2 separate regions of the Canis lupus genome follow, and region 2 is linked to region 1. The links are chromatin contacts, called in public Hi-C maps. All regions are on one chromosome and are shown on one strand. Each heading gives the region's core, a stretch centred on a gene start, on an enhancer-like site or on the middle of the called end of the contact. The rest is flanking DNA. Distances are from core to core; before and after follow the strand shown.

Region 1 (4,522 bases), core at 606-3,105:
GAAATCTATTTGATGGGATACCTTATGGAGGCCAGGTCTCTGCATCCAGAAAGGCAACTATTTCATTCTCTTCTGTATAGGGATGGGGGTTAGGGCTTGAAACGCTGAAAGGAAGACCTTTTGGAAGGGCCCCGGACTGCGGTTGGAAAGTCTCGGGTTTAGAAATCCTTTCACTTTCCAATACTTTTCATTCATTTCTCTATCCATGATCCACTCCCCTCTCTCTTTACCTTCCACATATTACTTTTCTCTTTGCTTTAAAACACTCGAAATCCTAAAAAATTTAGTCCCTCTTTGTTATGGAGATAACAAGTTTAAGAACTCAGATTTAATAACTCAGAGGCCACATTGCACATTACAAGCATCTTTTTCTGCTCAAAAGTGCAAGTTTTTGCACATTACAAAAGTTGCACATTACAAGCATCTTTTTCTGCTCAAAAGTGCAAGTTTTTTTTTGTTTTGTTTTGTTTTTTTGAGCCGCCCCAGCGCGCCTCATAAATGTGTTTTAAAAGATTTTCAGCTACAGGGGCTGGTCAACAGAACCTAAATCTAAGAATTATGAAATCCCACCTTTCCTGATTTTGGAAAGACAAAAATGGACAGAGAATGGAGAGGAAGAGACAGTAGTAAGAGTTAGAGGAAACAATGGTCAGAAGCAACTACGTTCAGGGGTACCTGGGTGTTGACTGCAGCTCAGGTCTTGACCTCAGGGTTGGGAGCTCAAGTCCTGCAAAAGTAACTAGGTTCAAGGGTTCCTTCCCTGTCCCTTCTAGCCTAAGAGCTGAAGAGTGAGGAGAGTACAAGTTCGGGAATCGGAGAAATGGGGTGAACAGTTACTGTCTCTGGCTTGTAAAATTCAGTGTCCTTATTTCTACCACTGGGAGAGACACCGCAGACACATCCATGTACGAATTTAATTAACGCGTAGCAGTTCATTACCATGTTTCACGAACTGCACAGTTGTGAAACTTTTTTTTTAATTTTATTATTATTTTTTTTATTGGAGTGCAATTTGCACTCGCACTCGTTATGAGCATAACGCCCAGTGCTCATCCCGTCGAGCGCCCCCCCCAGATGAAACTTCTTTAAAGTTACAAAATTGTGTACAAACAAAAAAGCACGTAACAAATGCCTAGGACACAAGCAGCCCAGAACCACGACGCGACCCTACAAGTCTGCACCGCGCTGGGGCTCGGCTCAGCCCACCCCGGTCCCAGCAGCCTTTGCGAGCCGGCCCTCGGCCCCTAGAGCACGGCGGGGTCGAAGGCCGCACACCCCGCCACGCCCCCTTCCGCACGTGCTCCTAGCCCTCCTGCGGCCCCACTATGCGCATGCGCCCTTCGCCTCCGCGCGCCCCGAAGGCTCCGGAAGGTAATCGGACGGGGGCGGGGGCGGGGGAGGCGAGAGGCCCCCCAGGTTCGGGGTCTCACCTGCTCGGCATAGGCCTCCGCCTACTGCTAGGCCTGCCTCCTCCTGACGCTCTGCCCCGGCGAATGGAGGAGCCGGGCAAAGTGCACGGCTCTGATTGGAGAAGGAGCGTGTTTACCTCCCCGCCTCATCCTGCGAGCCGACGAACGTAAGCCCCGCCTTTTCCTTCCGCTATTTCAAGCGGTTGGTCGCCTTCCCCTGTCAGTCACAGGACCGGGCCCCACGATTGGCGCGTGGCTGCCCCCTCAGTTTGGCTGGGTCGCTCCGCGTCTGCTGCCTGTTGCCTCCGCGAGTACCTCGAACTTTTTGAGGTGGAAGATGGCGGAGAGCGCCTTCGCCGAGCGTAGCGACGGGGGCGAGGAGAAGGTTTCTGGTGCTGAAGTCATCGCCCAGGCCCTGAAAACCCAAGTACGGCGACTCTGCTGCCGCGAAAGGCTCCTACGGAAGCCGGGAGGGGGCGGAGCGGTGGCGGCGGACGGCGAGAACGCCGGGGTGGGACGGGAGGTTCGCCCTGAGGCTTCCCTTCTGGCGCCGCGGGGGCGGGGGGAGGGCGGGCGTTTACTCCCCTGTTCCTGCCCCCCAGGATGTGGAGTACGTGTTTGGCATCGTGGGCATCCCAGTGACCGAAATCGCCGTTGCGGCGCAGAAGCTGGGCATCAGATATGTGGGGATGAGGAATGAGCAAGCGGTAAGCCTGGACGCTGGGAGCCAGCAGCGTGATTGGAAATGATTGATGATGACACAAGTATTGGTTGCAGACGCTCCGCGGTTACCCCTGCCCCTGTACTAAACTCATGCCAAGCACAACAAGCCTATGAAGCAAGAACTCTTGTTAATCCTAGCTGACAGAGGAGGAAGGTGAGAGGTTAAGTGATTTGCCCGAGGCGACAGTTGGTAGTGGCGGAGCCAGGGTTTGAGCCCAGGGGTTCTGAGTCTGGAGGCCAAGCTCTTGGCGCTGCTTGTACTTTGCCAAGTCTAGAGAGTCGGAATTGGAGGGAACAGTTTCCCAGTCTGAATCCAGGCCTTCTGTCCTCTCATAACTACCTGTTCGTGTCTGATTTTCTGTGTTGTTTGTCTGGTCTGATTTCCCTATTAGTCTGTGAGCTCTAAGAGAGGAGAGGTATTATTTTTTCCTTGACTCCTCTGTATCCCCACTGCGTAGCACATGATAGGTGCTCAGGGAGTTCCTACAAGATGAATGGGTGAAGGCCAGGTAGCCTGTTACATAGTAGGTGGCCCTGCAAGGTGACAGTGTCACAAATGATAAAGCCATGATTGGAACTCCCGTGTCCTCAATCCCAGTCCAGTGCCCCTTCCACAACATCATGCTGCCACTCTTCTTAGAACCTTATTTGGAAGCAAAAGAATGAAAAATAAGACATTTTGTCAGCCCAGCCTTGCCCTCCTATCACCAGTGCTGGTTTAAAAGATCAAGAAACTACCTCTACAGTGTCATATCCTGTCAGTCCATCTAAAGCCAAGTATTCCTGCTTTGCACTCTCAGCGTTGCTCTCTAATTCAGGCTCTTGCCACCTGTTGCCCAGACAGTTGCCTTGACCTCCCTAAATGCTGCCCTTCCTCTGCCATCAGATGTGGGCTTCTAGAGAGCAGGTTCATTTGTTCTGTCTCCATAGTGCTTGGTGTGGCTGGGGTTTTTGGATGATACAGAAGCTTACCATGTTTTTTATTAATTGACTGACAATCCCTAAGTATAAGATTTGAGGATTATAGTTCTTTAAAATCTTAAATCAGATCTTCATTTTGTATTCTTTCTGTCTTCTTAATTGGAACAACATTCTATTCTGTCATCTTTTTGAGAAGATGAAGCTAGTGACCGATTAATAAGACTTATATTTTACTGTTTTTCTGGAGGCGGAATGTCTGGTTTCTTCCTCATACACCACACGTTTAATGAGTACATTCCAGGTACTGGTGCTTATGTCTTCCTTTTACTTATTGCAAAGAGTCAAGCTGACTGAGGGAAATATGTGCTAGGAATCTCTTACAGGCATTCAAACTCATGTCTGACTTTTTTTTTTTTTTTTAAGATTTTATTTATTTATTCGTGAGAGACAGAGAAAGAGACACCGGTAGAGGGAGAAGCAGGCTCTCCACAGGAGCCCGATGTGGGACTCGATCCCAGACCTCAGGATCATGCCCTGAGTCAAAGGCAGACGCTCAACCACTGAGCCACCCAGGCGTCCCCTCATGTCTGATTTTGAATTTGTTATCTTTTCCCTCCAGATTGGCTCTTTCCTCTGTATTCGCAGTTTGAGTCAGTGGCACTGTGATTCACCTAGTAAAGCAAGCCCAAACCTGCAGATATATTGAAGGAATCAGGTTTAGTCTTGATCTTTAAGTTGATCACAGTTTGGAAGGTGAGGGCAAAACACACAGAACAAATTTATCTAGTGTAGTAACTTACAGTAGATATATGTATAAAGAATGGCACATATGAAGGGTGACTTATTCTGAGTGGGACAGAGAAGATTATGCAATGTTTGTTCATGCTGTGTTATATCAGAATAGCTTAAAGGCACAGTGTGCTGTGAGACCAAATAGGTAGATTGAGGAAAGGTTACATTAAGTCTATGGCTGGAAAAGGAATGTGGACTTGGGATTGGATGAGACTGTAAAAGTTTTTCTAAATAGGTGGGAGACATAATTAGATTTGTACTTTAGAAATCATGGTGGACGAGAGTATGTATCAGCAGGGAAGCTTGAAGTTTTATTTCAGTCCCTATAAGCTTAGTGGAGCTTAGCTTAGTGGCCTCTAGACCCCAGGTGCTTTATCGGGCATATGGATATAATGATATACTCATCCTTGAGGCTTATAGCCTAGCTGTGGAGACAGACATAAGCAGATAATTTTATTATAATGTGATAAGTGCTGTGATAGAGGTATACTGAAGGTGCTGTGGAAGCCCAGAAAACAATACTCAGCTCAGCCAAAAACTTCAGAAAAGGTTTCTTGGAGGACATGATCCCTAAGCTGTCTCGAAGGATAGGTAGCATTAACCAGATAGGAAGTAGAGGACTGGTTCTTCTGGAGATGATTCTTCATTTTGGGCTTTCTTAACTGGCTAAGTGGATC
Region 2 (4,522 bases), core at 1,245-3,744, 130 kb after region 1:
GAGGGGCTATGTATCCAGATAGGAACCTGGTCTACTTTGTAGCAAATGGGGGGAAAAGGGAGATTGGGGAAAATGGCAAAGAATCATTTTTACTCAAGCACTTGGGAAGCATGAATTCCACCCTACCCCACCCCCAAAATTCCTTTTTTCCTTATGTTGGAACTTTAGAAATCTAGAAGTTTGTAAATAGTAGGAAATTCAAATCGCAATAAAAGAATATGAGGATTCACTGTGATTCCACAGTGCATAAACTTACAGGGATATGTGGCAGTGTAATTGTGACTTCATCTCCTTTGCCAACCTGAAGCTCTCCTTCGCATGAAGTATCTATAGATGCTGGCTTAAAGTCATCTAAAGGGAAAAGCAAAAGAGCATTTATCCACCAAGTTACTTATACTAAGCCTCCTGGGCATTCTTATTTAAACATTAATTTTTTTTGTCACTCCAGATAAATGCAAAATACAAATTTAGAATTAAAAAAAAAACCTATTTCATTGTGGAAAATTCCACATATACAAAAGCAAAGAATAGTACAATATGAGCCTCGGTGTCCTGTCACCCAGCTTCAATAATTACCAATTTAGGTACAATTTTGTTTCATCTATACCTCCCACATATTTTCCTCCCATCCCCACTGGATCATTTTGAAGAAAAAAAGCTAGAATTCATATACCATTTTATTAAGCAAAGATACTCCCTTCTCCCAAGTGACAGATGAAAATTAACGCCCCATTATCCATAAGGTGTTTTATTAGGGTTGTTGCGTACAGGATCAAAAGCAAACACAGCATTTTTGAAAGATTCTCTGATTGTTAAGCCCAGTATGAAACATGGAAGGCCACAGTACCACATAAACTGATTTCATTTTGCAAAGAAACTCAAAATCAGAATTTGCCACACTCAACTTCTATAGCTTTAACAAAAATAAAAACACTCTTGTAAAAGTACAGAGCAGATGGCTGAACTGCACCTCCAAAGGTTAATCCTGCCCACATCTCTCAACTGCTGCCAAAGTACAACATGAATAGTCATTTTTCTCCATTTTGACATACACTGGTCTCAAGCTGCAGGCCAGGTGCTTATGTGAAGCCTCTCAAATTCCGCACTGCCCTTCACCCTATTAAACCATCAACTAAGGAAACTGCTCAGGAAATGATGCTCCTGTCACATTCCCCACCCACATCTACCCTCTGAGAAAGCCGATCTGCTGTCAGCAGGAGACACGGTAATGGGAAGGCAAGTGACCACGGAAAGATGGAACTTCATTCTCCCAACACGCCCTCTTCCAATGTGTTGAGTCACTTTTATTAGCTCCTTCGACAAAAACAAGTCTTAACCAGCACGAGCACTACCAAGACGGGAAACCAGGAGCTTGTGAATCACAGAGGGATGCTCCAGTCAGCCCATTCCTAACAGCCGAAACTTCACGCAGGGCCTGGAGTGGACGTGCCCTCCCTCCACAGAGTCTGTAATCACGCAGAAAAGGAAGGTCCAGCATAATGACTACTTGGCTGGTCTTTAGGCCTCCTCCTCGGCTTCCAAACATAGCTCACCAAGCTTTAACTTACTCCAGGCTCACCAATGCTAATTTTATTCGTCGCCCACATGGGGCTTGGTACGGGGTTTAAGTGTGGGTAGGATGGGTGACCTCAAAAGACAGCAGGGTCCGACGAGGCACGCAAAGCTAGAGGGGGGAAGACGCTGACGGAGCGCACGGGGGACGCGGATTCTCGGGCTGCCCAGGAGATGGAGCGCAGGCTCGGGGTGGCCCGAACAAAGACGGACGAGGCAAGAAGGCTGAGGAGGGCAGGGAAGAAGGGGATGGAAGGGGAGGGAGGCGACGAGGCTCGCGAGCAGACGGGAAGGGCCCTTTAACCGTGGAGGACCCTGGCGGGGCCCTGGGAAAGGGGGATGGCCCACAGGCGACCTGGAGGCCGACGTGAGGTCACGGTCTTTCCGTAATAAAGAGGGGGGGGGGTCAGTTTCGCATAAGGAAGGGCCGAGTGGGCGGACGAAAAAGCAAGGGGGCCGACCACCTTCGGAAGAAGTATCTGGGATCACAAGGCACAAGAATATCGTTGGGGGTGACGGAGGGTTTGGTTTGGAAGCGAGCTGGGAAAAAGGAGGGGTGGGGGCGGGGGGACTGAGGTCCCGGAGGATCGAGGGGAAGAGAAGGGAGCTGACGTGGGCAGGGGCTTCCAGGGCTTCCAGGGCTTCCAGGGCTTCGGGGGCCGGGGGCCGGGGGCCGAGGGAGGGGTCGGGCTGGCAAAGGCGGGGCAGCGGCCGAAAGGGACGCAGGGGAGCGCCGGCTTACAGCGAATGGTGTGGAAAGAGGCCCGCGGCCGCTTCTCGAAGCTCTCCCCGAGCCGCAGGCAGTGCTCCTCGCGGTCCAGCAGCGGGTTCGCGGTCCCGTTCATGGCCCTCGCCGAGCCCCGCGCCCGCACCGGCGCTCTCCCCGCGCAGCCGCGGCCCGAGCTTCCGGCGCCAGCGTCCGGGGGACCGACGCTCCCTGGGCCGCGCTCCGCGGCGCGCGGCGAGCCCAGCCGGCGCCCACCCGGGGCCGGAAGCAGGTCCTCTCCTCGGCGGCGGGGCGGGCCGGGCGGGGGAGGCCTGCGCGGAAGCAGGGCCGCGCGACTTCCGGCGGCGGGGCGGGACCTCTGCGTCCGAGGCGGAAGTGGCGGGGGCGGCGCCATGGCTGAGGGTTCCGCCGGGTGAGGTGCCTGAGGCGGGTTTGTCCCCGCGTGGCGGCTCCCCTAGCCGGGCTGAGGGCCGAGGGCGTCCGGCCCTCCCCGATCAGGCGAATGTAAGAACCGACGACGGTGAGCCCGAGAGCGCGGCGAACTAGGTGAACACGGGCCCGGTAGCCAGCGTGGCCGGCTCTCCGCAGGCCCTGGCGGCCGCGGCGGCCTGGTTTCTCCCGAGCGCCCTCCGCCCGACGGCTCCGGCCCCGCGCGTCATTGGCCTCTTCTCCCTCACGCGTTAATGGAGGAGCCGGAGCCCCAGCCCCTGGAAAGCGACGCCCCCACTGGTTCGTGAGACAGCTTCTTGGGAGTGCGATCAGAGACTCAGGCCGCCGGGCTTGGCTCCAAATCTCCCCCCTCCCCCAAAGCGAGTCTCCGATCCTTGGGCGACGGTGACCCCACTTGACCGCCTGTCGCCACCTCGGGAAGCTCTCATGGTTGTTTTAAGTCGCCCCTCGTCGCGGGCACCGAAAACCGATGAGCGTCTTCTCCCTAAGGTTCCTCAGTCAGTCCTTGGGCCTGTCCTTTTTTAAAAAGCAAAGCGGTTTATAATAGTTGACTTGTGGTTCGGTGCGTGAGAGTCCTGGCCGTCTGTCTGAAGGTAGGGACTGCGTCTTGGTCTTTGTGACCGACCTCTTGTGTAGTGGGCCAGGTTGTGTCGAGTCAGCGTCTGAACTGTTTGGTGACAGAAATGTTCTAGAACCACCAACCCAGCGTCTTAAAAACTGTTCTAAAGCCACTAACGGAATCTCCTTTCTCCTGCACAAGGGCTCAGTGCTGCCTGAGAAATCCAATCAGGATTAATCCAATCTTGAGAAACTGCATCCGAAAAAACCCTGCCTCTGTATGTCTGCAATATCAGCTTGGAGTCCTCGGGTTCCTCAGGGATGGAGAGTCCTCAGCACTGTTAACAGTAATGCCTGTCAGTTGAGGAGATGGCTTCTTTGCAAAGAAAAGGGCTGCAGGCAAGGATTCTCAGCTCTGAAGAAGAGGAGAAATTGAAAAGAGATCAAGCTTTGGTGTCCGATTTTAAGCAGCAGAAACTGGAAAAAGAGGCTCAGAAGAACTGGGACCTTTTTTACAAAAGAAATAGTACTAACTTCTTCAAAGATAGACACTGGACCACCCGAGAGTTTGAGGATCTCAGATCCTGTAGAGAGGTAAACTAATATTGCACCTTATTTGAGTTGTTTTTCATTTAAAATGTGAAGAGGAGTGTTTCTTGCATTCCAGTGGGGTAGAGAATTTATGAAGCCTGTCAAAATGCTTTGTTCCCTGGAAACACACTGTTTGGTCTCAAACACAGTTTAGCATTTCCTGGGTTATATAATCTGTAGGAAAGAGAGCTTTAGGAGCCATTTTCGATTTTTCTTTCTTTCTTTTTTTTTAAGATTTTATTTATTTACTCATGTAAATACAGAGAGAGGCAGAGGGAGGAGAAGCAAGTTCCATGCAAGGAGCCCGATGCAGGACTCAATCCCAGGACTCCAGGATCACACCCTGAGCTGAAGGCAGATGCTCAACCACTGAGCCACCCAGACATCCCTATTTTCTATTTCTTCGTCTGAAAGTCGTAAATATTAATTTCATACTGGATGACTTCAGTGAGATTCAGATTCATAAGGATGATGAACACTTTACCATGGCCCCTTGTGTCCTAAGCCTTATCATAACACTGTTGAGGTAGGCATCCTGATTATCCCCACTTGTCCGGTAAAAGTGAAGCGCACAGCTGTGTAAGTGGTCTGGCAATAGAACACGAGTGAGGGGAGGAATCCAGA

Evidence for each region. Hi-C and Micro-C count contacts between places; a contact is called where the count stands out from the background.
Region 2: a Hi-C map of blood shows a contact between it and region 1, with 2.7 times the contacts expected there. The contact joins the promoter of EAF1 here to the promoter of BTD in region 1. A contact is called at or near these places in 2 of 9 Hi-C or Micro-C datasets (blood and skin fibroblasts).

The regions. Positions count from the first base shown.
Region 1 is chr23:27,580,504-27,585,025 of UU_Cfam_GSD_1.0, forward strand. BTD (biotinidase) reads right to left here and starts at 1,856. Exons shown (of 6, transcript XM_038570796.1): 1 at 1,431-1,856. LOC608697 (2-hydroxyacyl-CoA lyase 1) reads left to right here and starts at 1,634. Exons shown (of 33, transcript XM_038570782.1): 1 at 1,634-1,836; 2 at 2,012-2,116. The coding sequence starts at 1,747.
Region 2 is chr23:27,713,043-27,717,564 of UU_Cfam_GSD_1.0, forward strand. EAF1 (ELL-associated factor 1) reads right to left here and starts at 2,495. Exons shown (of 6, transcript XM_038570800.1): 1 at 2,315-2,495; 2 at 257-351. The coding sequence starts at 2,417. It overlaps METTL6 (tRNA N(3)-methylcytidine methyltransferase METTL6), which reads left to right and starts at 2,006. Exons shown (of 6, transcript XM_038570808.1): 1 at 2,006-2,084; 2 at 3,510-3,901. The coding sequence starts at 3,677.